2 separate regions of the Zea mays genome follow, and region 1 is linked to region 2. Evidence: chromatin contacts called from public Hi-C data. All regions are on one chromosome and are shown on one strand. The core of a region is the stretch at or near the end of the contact, and the rest is flanking DNA. Distances in the headings are between cores, read along the strand shown. Region 1 holds the start of LOC100304383 (O-fucosyltransferase family protein). Region 2 holds the start of LOC103631377 (DNA topoisomerase 1).

Evidence for each region. A called contact is a pair of places that touch in the nucleus more often than the background predicts.
Region 1: a contact with region 2 is called in a Hi-C map of tassel, with 2.4 times the contacts expected there. The contact joins the promoter of LOC100304383 here to the promoter of LOC103631377 in region 2. A contact is called at or near these places in 6 of 25 Hi-C or Micro-C datasets (bundle sheath, ear, endosperm and 2 more) and 1 of 3 datasets of contacts at active chromatin or transcription factors (leaf).

Annotation. Positions count from the first base shown.
Region 1 is chr6:129,932,865-129,938,475 of Zm-B73-REFERENCE-NAM-5.0, reverse strand. LOC100304383 (O-fucosyltransferase family protein) reads right to left here and starts at 2,795. Exons shown (of 8, transcript NM_001165819.1): 1 at 2,024-2,795; 2 at 1,007-1,074; 3 at 815-903; 4 at 553-718; 5 at 178-467; 6 at 1-81. The coding sequence starts at 2,306.
Region 2 is chr6:129,778,567-129,784,602 of Zm-B73-REFERENCE-NAM-5.0, reverse strand. It overlaps LOC103631377 (DNA topoisomerase 1), which reads left to right and starts at 3,494. Exons shown (of 21, transcript XM_020539478.2): 1 at 3,494-3,995; 2 at 4,589-5,625. The coding sequence starts at 3,897.

The DNA.
Region 1 (5,611 bases), core at 1,546-4,045, 150 kb before region 2:
TCAGGCGTCAATGGGCAAAGGCCATCTTTTCTTTTCAAGTCTGAGTCAATCACTTTTTCTTTCCACCATGGATAAGCATACCTGAAGCCAAGAGCAGTTTGGAGCATGTCACTTCAACAGAAGAAATAAGTAGAGGAAATTTCACTCTAGGTTAAAGGCACAATTCCAAAATTTCACCTCATTCTTGTGAGTTCTTCTGCCTCTTCAGTACTGCAACCTTGTGTACAGCCAGAGAAAGCCAACATATCCATTTCATACCGTAAATGAAGTACCAAGAAAGGTCCATTTTGGCGAAGAATTCTAATTACTCTCTTGCCCAACTCTTCAATTTGTGGGGTAAATTTGAGGGAGGCATAATTTACTCGGCATCGAAGTTTCTGAATTTCTATTGGTAAACCATTGTTTGCTAGCCTAGCATCAGTTCTATTCAAATGGAGAACCTTGTACTTACGAATCAAAGGAAGAATCTGATTTAAAATAAACCAAGTGTCAGTTTATACAGTAAATTCTGCAATATAGACTAGTCTTGGCATAAAATACGATGCTACTTACCTGATTTTGATAGTAGGAGATATCAGACCAACTAATTGGAGGCATGGAGTGAAACATTCCAAGTTCAACTCTTCTCTTTACCCTTGGAGGTAATTCTCTCAGAATGCGAACTTCACCTCGTAATGAGGTTATAAAGTGCTCAACATCAAATATATCTTGGAACTCACTGCAGGATAGAACGGACTGCAGCAGTTAGCTTCCCTTACATAAACACAAGTCCCAGTAATAGTTCAAAAGGCAATTTGAAGTCGCCAAACAGCACCTTGGATCGTTCCAAAATGAAGTTTTATCCAACTCTGGCACGACTAAAGTCACATTCAAATATCTTGCAATTACAACCATGTCACATATCTGATAAAATAAAAGTAGGGAAGTCCAGAAGCTAGTGTTAAGAGTCAGACGTTGTAAAGAAAACCGACGAATCAATACAAACAAGGGTTTTCCAGTTGCTTACTGCAGCTCGCATTTGGTTAAGCCCACCATTGCACGAAACCATCAAGTAACCATTGTTCCTATATATTCCTGGAAAGCATTGACAACAAAAGATCAGCAAAAAGAAACACTAGAACATGCACAACATATTTTGCTACTTGGAATCATAGTTATAATACTGGTGCACATTGAGTACTTGAATACCAACAAGAAAATTATGACCACACTTTTCCTGTCATTAATTAGGAAAGACATTCAGTTAATGGAAATGCAGGTGCAATGTAATGTCATATAACAACCGAGGTCTTTGTTGACAAGTGCAATTAGCTTGGCTCCTATAATCCTCTGTCTGGGGCTCTGGGCTGAAATGTGTCCTAAGAGCTAAGTTATCTCCTATTTGACAGAATGTTGTTTCACCAAATGCAACTACGGTTACTAGAAAAAAGGCCAATGATGCAGGCATGCAGCTACCCAAGAACTGCTGAGAATGAATGATTGACAACAAACCAAGCCTATGAAAATGTGACCCACCTAAAAAGTATGATATTAACATGAAAATACAATAACCAGAACGGCAAACCCGTTGCCTTACTACCAAAAAAAAAAGGATAAAGCAATGCGATGATATCGACATGCATGACCGAACGCCAATGTTTATAACAATATACTGATCCAATAACGTGGAAATGATGTGAGCATGATTGCATTATGAAATGCCACGGAAAGCAGCACATGCATACAGGTGACATTAGCACAGAACGAAATCCGCGTGACGTTCTGCATTACGCGGGGCTTGCCAATCTGAGCACACGAAAACGACGGGAAATCGTCACCGATCGCAAGTCGTTTTCATGCAAGACCGAGGAAATATACGCAGGAGGCTTGGAGGGATCTTCCACGCCTGACGCCACGATGCAGGCGGGCTGTCGATGTCCAGCTGGGAACCGTCGTCCAGGCGCAAGCAAACAGCAGGCCGGCGGAACAGGGCAAAGGAAAGCGAGCGAGCGAGCAACCAGAGGCCGCGGGGCGGGCGACTCACTTTTGGGCGGCAGCGCGAGCGCGGCCTTGTCGACGGCGAGAGGGTGCGGGCGCGCGGCGGAAGCCTCCTCGTGCGGCGTGAGGCAGGAGGGCCAGCCCTTGAGCACACGTGGGCCCCAGGTGTCCCCGACGGCGGTGAGCTGCAGGACGCAGGTCCAGAGCAGCACCGTGGTGGTGGCGGGCACCAGCCAGAGCTTCATCCGCGACCGCGCGGCGGAGGAGGGAGGGAACCTGAGCTTGTCGCCGGGCGCCGCCGCCGGCGACGACTTAACCTTCCACCCCATGGACCATGGACCAAGCGGGGGCGAGAGGCACCTAGGGCGCCCGGCGCGTCCGGAGCGGGGAGGGAACTACTAAATCGGCCGCCTGCCTCCTCGGTCGGAGATAGTATTACCGGCCAATGCGGCTGCGAGCAAGGCCTCCCCCTCCTCCGGGCTCCCTTGCTCCACGCCTCCAGCGACAGCAGCACGGCGCAAGACGCCGCCCGCAAATTTGGCGAAGCCGAGCAGGTCACCGGCGCCCGGCCGCCCTGTCACTCAGGCCGGCACCGCGCCTGTCGGGGAATCCACCTCCTCGTGCCTCCTGCGCAGTGCTCAGCGAAACCGGCGGTCGTCGGTCGTTCGCAGCCGCGCGGAGGTCGCGAGGAGGGCAGCGTGGCCCACCAGAGGCGAGGGCGGGGCGCCGGAGAGGAGGCGGCGTGGATCTCGTGGCCAGCGCAGCGGAGCGATGAAGAGGGGAGAGGGAGGGAAGGTTGAGCGGTTTGTGGGGACGCCTAGTTATTTTTGGGCGTCGGTGCCTCGCCTCGCCTCGCCTGTGCGAAAATGCGAGTGCCTGCCAGCCTCGCTGGTCGCTGCCTGGTAACGTGGTGGTTGTTTGGCCAGCAGTGGTGGTGGTGCGTGTGCGCGTAGTAGCGGCGTTAATGCGCAACCCCGCTGCGACCCAATTGGAGTGGCGTTATTCTTATTGCAAGAGCCGCTTATGGTAACTTCATTTTAACGACATTTTGGGAAGCGACAGTGATTGAACTGTTTGTCGTAGATTGCGTCTCAAAGGTTCACATACCGTAAAAAAAATTACAAAGCTAGCTAGCTAGCTAGTTGCCGGTAGCTTTCAGAATGGGCACGGCCAACGGCGCGGCCCTTTTGCCTTTGCCACGCTTCACATGCACGCCGCGCGCGCCCGCGGCGGTGCTTCACGGACAAGGTAGTCAGTCCACCACACAATCACATTCTAAATACAAAATAAAATAACGTGGTACAATTCAAATATCGTGTGTACCGAACAGACGAGTGGCCAGAGTAGCCTCCTCTGTTAACAAATAAATGTGACGAGCAGATATCACTAGCGCCTGATGCGTGCGTGATGCCCCTCATGCTAATCATTTCCGCTCAAGTAGCATGTTACCTGATGGAGAAAGGAATGTTCTTTGAGAATATTGTTGTTGATTGCTCCCTTTTAAATATTTCTAAGATATGTATGTATATATACACTAGGATCTGTATTTATTATTAGTTTAATAGAGCTACATGTACTTGTGCTCGTCTACAACTACAAGGAATATTGTTCGTGCTAAACTCTTAGCAAGAATGTTTTGTTTCCGTTAATACTATAGCTTGGACATCATCTGTGGATGCATGTGTCTGGTTTGGAAGATTGCTACGACTATTCTATCTAACTTCTTTTTTCTAATTCGAAGGACTAAGCTTAAAGAGATAGATTTATGGCGTCTTAGCTAGCAAACCAAAACACGAAACGTTGCTGCGACTATTCTCTGCCACACACAACTAGAAGGCGAGACCGTTGGAGAAATTAAACTACCAAAAAGACATCGAGATATAATGACTTAATACTTATATTTTGGCATTATATTATCTGCGACTATTCCAAGCTTTGAACATCGAGAGATGCATGTGTTTATGACCTGAGAAAGTTTGATGGATGAAAACTTGTCATCACGGGAGAGAGAGAAAACAGTTTGTGGCTTCGGTTCATCTTAATACAAGACAGGGTTAAAAGAACAACATATGACTATTAAATATCACATATGACTTAATGACTACTAGGTATATATCTGTGTGTTGCAACAGGTAATACTTGTGTAGGCATAGGTCATTGTTTAGTGAGGTTATCAACCGAAGAGTGACACTTGTGTACGCATAGATCATTGTTTAGTGATGTTATCAACCAAACTTCGCGCGTCGGGTCAGCAGGTGAAGGAGGTAACATCAGGAGGCAGGCTCGGGGGGGTCGGGTGTGTGCGACCGCGAATCGCGTCGGGAGGAAGGTTCAAAGGCGGCAGGTGGATGAGGCCGCGACATGTGGAGCGCGGCGCGGTTGGAGCGAGGGGCGGGGAAGAGGTGGAGGAGGTCGGGTGTGGATGGTTCTGCCAAAATGTCGGGTCCATCTGTTGGAGATATAGGAGAGGTAGAACCAGAGAGGGTCAGCCTACCCCTTACCTTCTTCATAGTAGTATAGTTAGGTATCTGTACATTGTTACAGACATGCATGGACCTTGTTTAAATAAGATAGTTATTTAAATATTTACTTAAACATGTTCCAACAAAAATTTCAAGTAAAGTCAATTTTAGGTTCCTGGTGCTGACAAGATACTATTTGCAATCAATAACTAAGAGTATCCAACATCTTGCTCTGCACATCACAAATAAAACAAAATTGAACTGCATCAACCCTTCCATTTCACCATCTTATTGTACATGCCTTATACTCCTGGCGCATGGGTCTTCTAGGATGTGGCATAACCTAAAGAGGACCAGCTCACATTCCGTTCATTTGCCAAACTAATACAAGGCCACATGGCGCCTAAACTCAACAGAGAATCGACTAAAAAGAAATGGATTAGAACCTTGGTGTTCTAACTTCAAACTGATACAAGGATCCATGGAAGTCATCAATCTGCAAACAAATCCTAAACACCTACGACCGATGAAGCATAAAAATGGACAGAAGCTAATGATGACCTTTAGGTGCACATTCTGAAAGAAATAAGGACCAGATCCACAGTTATTAATATTTTCAACTTTATTCACCATGGGATGAGATTCTCAATTCACTGTTGTTGGTGCTCTCATGATGTTACTGACAACCACAAAGAGTGGCATAAAGAGACAACAAGTTCTGCAAAGCTCATGGATCCAAAAGCTAGAACAAAGGGATCTTAAATGCGAAGGGCAGAGACATCGTCGCACCCTGAACTGGGATCGTTGGGTTTTTTAGACAGTTTTGCAAATTGTGAATCCAGGTCTCTACTGTTATTACGGCTATGGGTAGGAGTCTACTGTTGTCTACATGTTGTTGTTGTTCTTGGTGTTGTTGGGACAATGTTCTAAGACGACCAATTTCCCTCTCAAACATCTCATGCTAATCCGCAACATTAGCGAGAAAAATCGGTGACTCAGTTGTTTTAAAAAATATGACTAATGAGCTCCAATATATTCTGGATGAATTATGAGTCAATTATTTCCTACTGAACAATTTTTGAAGTAACACCTGTTGAAATGCAACTATGTTGCTAAACTGTATAATTTAAAGCAAACTTTCCAGATAATCTCATTGTTCTCATAAAAGTGGT
Region 2 (6,036 bases), core at 2,245-4,744:
CAGAATCGGTCTCCTCAACATCAACTTGCTCTGCTCCAGTGGCAGGGACGTCCTCCGATGTTACCAGCCCGGATCGCTTCATGGCTTCGGAAATCGGAACAGTCTCAGCAGCTTTGGTCTCATCTCCCTCGCGATCAACCCTAGCAGTAGAGCGAACTCTGGCCATTTGACTATGACTTCTTGAAATTTTTCGTTGTTGACTTTTCTGATTTTCCCGAAGCTCTTCCTTTTGTGACGAAGCAGATTCAAAAGCGGAGTTTCATCTGAGCATGATGATTAAGCTTTGGCTATGACTAAAATTTTGGCAGCAAAACAGTGCAATAGCAATGAATGCCGTGGTAACTTCACACCTACCCGTCTGTTTATATAGTGCCGCAGGTGAGAAGGTGAATCGTCAAAGTCTCCCGCACCGAACAAACAGTCACCCGCACTCGCTGAACGGTGGGCCACAGGGTTCGAGAGGGTGAATCGCCAGGGCGTGCGTAACTGCTGCAAGATGGAGCCACCTCGAGCGCGGATTATTTTAATCGTTTCTCGCCAACGAGCTCAGGGAAGGTGTTTTCGGATCTTCGGCATCCCGAAGCATAGAAGACTTTTTCACGGATCAAGCTCGTTACGAAAAACGATCTAGCACCGCGAAGGGGCTACTGTTGGGGTATGCTTCGTAGCCGAAGATCCTAAAGAAAGAGAACACCTTCGGCAGACCCTCTCAGGAGCAAGCACTGAAGCTATTATTTAGAGAGCTTCGACACAATGATAGATCTTAAGATGAAGGGCCGAACCGACTTAAAGATGAATTGACTTAAAGACCCATGATGTTTGTGTCATTATTGTAGTCAATTGTAAAGGACTTAAATGTAATTTTACGCAGGTTGCACCCTGTGCCTATAAATAGGTGAACAGTACCCCAGCACTGTTCACGCGATCCTGTAATCACTGACACATTACGCTTGAATTATTGCTTTACATCAAGGCGAAGGTATAAATGTACCCAAATATTATGTTTTAATACTTATATATTCATATAATAAAATATGTGAATATATTTTATACTTTATATTTCATTTCTCATTGTTTGTTGTCTTACAAGTATAATCTTCATGATATTTTACTCATAACCTTCGTCCGAAGCTCATTAAATCCTTGGGGAGATAATGCTTCAGCGGACGAAGGGCATTTATACTTAACATCTTTGTGTTGCCTTGTTCTTAATTCGAAGCATTTGAGAACAAGTCCCCAACAGTCGGTCCATGCGATCAACCCAAATTTTTTCAGCACTACTCCTCGCCTGTGTGTACTGTTGATTTGCAGGGCAATGGAAAACTAAGATACAGGTTCACCTCCGCTGACGAGCTAGAAGAAGTTGATATTGGCCCTAGGGATAAGCCGTGGCCCACATTCATTGGCAAGAGGTTTGAAAGTGAAATGTGCCCTTGGGACATTTCCAATCGTTTTTGTGTGATTAAAATGCTCAACACATTACTAAGAACTAACACTACTCTTATGAGCATGAGCATATGCGTTTAGAAAGAAAATTGAAGCAAATGTATGTTTCTAACACTTAGTCATTTGTTTTAGGTACTAACAATGTTCATCTAAGTGCTAGAGAACTTCTCAAGTCAAGCCGAAATGGAGTTAAGAAGGTTGGCTAAATATGGCCAAACTTGGGACAGTCTCGGCCTCAACGGATAGTCACTCGCGACATGCTCAGATGAGGTGGCGATGTGCTCGGGTGAGGACTACGCTCGGGCGAGTCGTGATTGCGCTCGGGCAAAACACAACTGTCTCCTGTCCGAAGGTGGGCTCAGGAGAGCTGAGACTATGTCTCCCGCTGAGGTTGGCCTTAGGCGAATCGAGTCGTGATTGCCTCAGGTGAGTTGTGACTGCCTCGGGCGAGCTCTGACCTCGGGCGCGTTGCTGCTTCGGGCGCATTGATGCCTCGAGCTCGTTGTGGCTTTAGACGAGTTATGGCCTCGGGTGAGTCGTGTCTGGTGTGCCATGTGATCGAAGGCGCACAACTGTCGAATCGACCAATGAAGGAAACAGATCGCTGATTGCTTCAATCTGGTGCAAGCAGACATGGAAGGCTGATTGCTTCCCAGATGAAGAACCAACGACTCCTAGGCTCTTTGGGGCTATAAAAGGACCCCCTGGGGCTATGGAGCAGTAACCCTACAACACACTGAGACAAACACAAGAGCTTACAACATACTCCGAGACTTCAATCACGCCTTGGTTCGGTCAAAGAGAGATCTAAGCGCGTTTTTGAGTTGAGATTATGTTGTTTTTCATTCGTGCGCTCTTTTCTTCACTTGTGTGCGTGTTCCTACTGCATTTGTGCTCTTGTGTGTGTGTGTTGCTTCTTCCTCTCTTACTCTTGTTCTTGATTTTGATCATAATGTGTAAGGTGTGAGAGACTCCAAATTATGAAAATTCCTCACAAACGGGACCATACTATAAGGAAGACTAACCATGGTACTCAAGATTGATCTCTAGATCACATGGGAGGGGTTGATTGCAACCCTCGTCCGTTGGGACGCCACAACATGGAGGTAGGTCTTGGCCGAACCACGAGATAAATCGTTGTGTCTTTGTCTATGTTTCCTTCTTTGCGATTTTGTTCTTCCGAGCTCTGTACTTCATGTTCATGATTGCTCTAGTTTCAATACACATATTGTGAGAGCAATTAAGTGAAGAGATCCTCCTTCTTCTTAATTGAACTTGGTTTTAGTTTTACTAACATCATTTATAGACCAAGTTTGTTATTTCTAGTTAAAGTTTTCGCAGGATCACCTATTCACCCCCCTTTATGTGCTCTCATGGTTAGACCCAGAGTTAAGAGAGCCGATGATAAGCCTGCTAAAGGAATATTCGGATTGATTTGCTTGGGATTACATGGAGATGCCATGGCTTGGCAGGAGCATTGTAGAGCACGTACTCCCGCTGAAGATGGGGTTTTAGCCTTTTCAGCAACGAGCACGGTTGATGAAGGATGAAGTACTGCATGAAGTCAAGAGGTAGAGCAAATGTTGGAGACAGGGTTCATGAGGGCGTGTCGGTATACTGAATGGATTTCTAGTGTGGTACTCATTCAAAAGAAGGATGGCTGGTGGAGGGTATGCGTGGATTTCAGAGACTCAACAGGGCCACACCAATGGACAAATACCCCATGCCGGTCGCAGAAGTGTTGATCAACGCAGTTGTCGGCCACAAGATATTGAGCTTCATTGATGGAAATACTTGGTACAACCAAATTTTCATGGCCCGGGAAGACGTGCACAAAACCACATTCCGGGTACCAGGCTCGGTAGGATTATTCGAGTATGTGGTCATGACTTTTGGGTTGAAGAATGCCAGAACTACATACCAGCGTGCCATGAACTACATTTTCCATGACCTGATAGGGAATCTCGTGGAGATTTACATCGACGATGTCGTAGTTAAGTCTACATCCACCGGGACATATAAAAGACTTGTGCCAGGTCCTGGAACAAACCAGAAGGTGTAGGGCTAAAGATGAACCTGAAGAACTGTACATTTAGGGTAACAGTCGGTTAGTTCTTCGGATTTTTAATGTACGAGCGAGGGATAGAGATCACTCTAAAGAGTGCTACGAAATCTCTACGGTGAATAGCCTTATATTCTAGTTACAAACATATTCTTCCCGCAATCAGATTGTCAGGAAAAAAAATTGCATTGGAGAACCGTTAGATTTAGAATGAACGTGGGCAATGCAGCCTGCAGTACTGCAGTCAATCTGGTTCCGCTGCTCCTTCCTCGGCACCGCCGCCTCGCAATCCGCTCCCGCTTCGCCCGTAAAACCCTAGCTAAACCCTAGCCGAAAGAAACAATGTCTCTCCTCCCCTGAGCGCGCTCGTGGCCGCCCCTTGTTGGCCATGGCTCTCCAGCTCCGCCGCCTCCTCCCGCACGGATACGCCCAGCGACACCGCGCCGTCATCCACGCGCTATCGCTGCTGCCGCCGCCGCCCGCAATGGTGAGTGGCTCTCTGTCATTCTGATGAGAATTTATCACGTCCGGAAGTGTCTGATGTGCATGGTGGTGCGGCGTGAACGCCACCTGTTCGTTGTATTACCCGTGAGCCACATAGAGCCTCGTTCCTTTTCTCTTAAAACAATAAAACAAGGTGGCTTTGCGAAACAACAAGGTTTTGTGGCGGAGCTATGTCATGGCGCATATCAAAATATTATCCCCTGGTTAGAGAGAAAGACATCCTTTGCCATTGCACAACAATGTGCAAGCCTGATTTGCAAGGATTAAAACGAACCAGATACCATCAACCACTATTGTGTCGATCACCTTATTTTTCTTTTGTTTCATCTACTTATCCTTAAATAATTATTCAACTACGGACATTTACTGAATATGGGGCGCCTATTTTTCTGTTTGATGAGGAATGTTTATGAAGATAACAATGACTTTTGCCCTTTGTCTTTCTGTTTTTTCCCCAAGTGATCATGAGAATGGGAGGGAATGATTTTTTTTCATGATTCTACCTGTTATAATTTGGTATAATGTTTCATTTGAGTTGTGCTTGTTTTTTGTGTTGTCTATTTATTTTCTTTTCAGCTTCAATTCGAGGTGTTTCAGAGATATTCTTCTTCACCCTGGCCCTTTTCACCTTTCCGCCCTTGTAAAATGTGTGGGGTTGCATTTAGGAGCAATTCAACAAGGAAAATATCTTCAAGAAATAATTTTGGGGTTGCCTTACAGCCCAAAAGTAGTGCCTTTATTACTCCTCGGCTCTTTGGCAGCTATAGTTCTGTATGTTTCAGAGCCACAGCCAGCTGTGGAATTGCTTTAAAGGCTAATAATATTGGCAATTCACGACCATTCTCAACTACATACAGTAAAAAAATAAGGTTTCTTGTTAAAAATAAGATTTCATTCAGTAATCTAAATATGAGAAGGAAAGACGGAAGTGTTGCACATAGTTTGCTTCATAGATCTGAGAAATGCCAAAGCACATTAGCTACATGTAGCACCATTGTTGATGAGGCTTCAACATCTACTAGTAACAACAGCAAGAGTGTTACTGATGCTAAGACTGACACTGCCAAGAGGAAGAGTTCAAGAGGAAGCAAAAAGGAAGTTGATGGAGATATGAAAGAAAAGGAAGTACATACCAATAAAAAGAGGATATTTGCTAGAACTCGTAAAGCTGCAACAAAGACGTCTGATAATATTAGCACGAACCAAGAAAACAAGAAGACTGATAATTGTAAATTGAAAAGGGGTGCTGATAGTTTCAAAGAGAAAAAAGTAAATAATAGGGCAAAGTCAAAAGCAGAGGTTTCTGCTGCTTCTTCTGTACCTGAAATTTGTATGCAATCCTCTATTGATGGTTCAGTTATTGAGAAAAAGCCACTGGTGCCATTGTATCCTCCCAGAGCCAAATCAGTTGTGGTTGTGGAATCAGCCACAAAAGCAAAAGTTATTCAGAAGTACCTTGGGGACATGTATGAAGTGTTACCAAGCTATGGTCATGTGAGAGATTTAGCAGGTAGATCTAAATCTGTCCGCCCCGATGATGACTTCAGCATGGTCTGGGAGGTGCCTGCTGCTGCCTGGACACACCTTAAGAGCATTAAAGTTGCACTGCAAAGGTATGTTTTTTGTAGCGTGTAGTGTGGATGCATTCTTGAACTTCACTAAAACATACATACGCTTTGATTACACATGTTCTCCACCTGTATAAAACATCTTCTCATTTTTTGTCAAAGGTTTATACACATTAGCTGCTCTTCTAATTACAGAGACAAAGAAACACAAAATCGAGTAGACCTATCATTATAGAAGTAATTGCTGTAACATTCGATATGTTCGCATGTATGTTTGTCTCCATGATCTTCTATTGTATTCAACAATGACTCCAGTCCACATAATTTCTGCAAATTAGTCATTGATGGCATGCTGGAAAATATGGAATACGTCAGTAGTTGGTTCATTTGGTGATATGTTTTCTAAGCTAGGCTTTCCTTGCAGATAGTTTGAGTATTCAGGTTTCTTATTTTTGT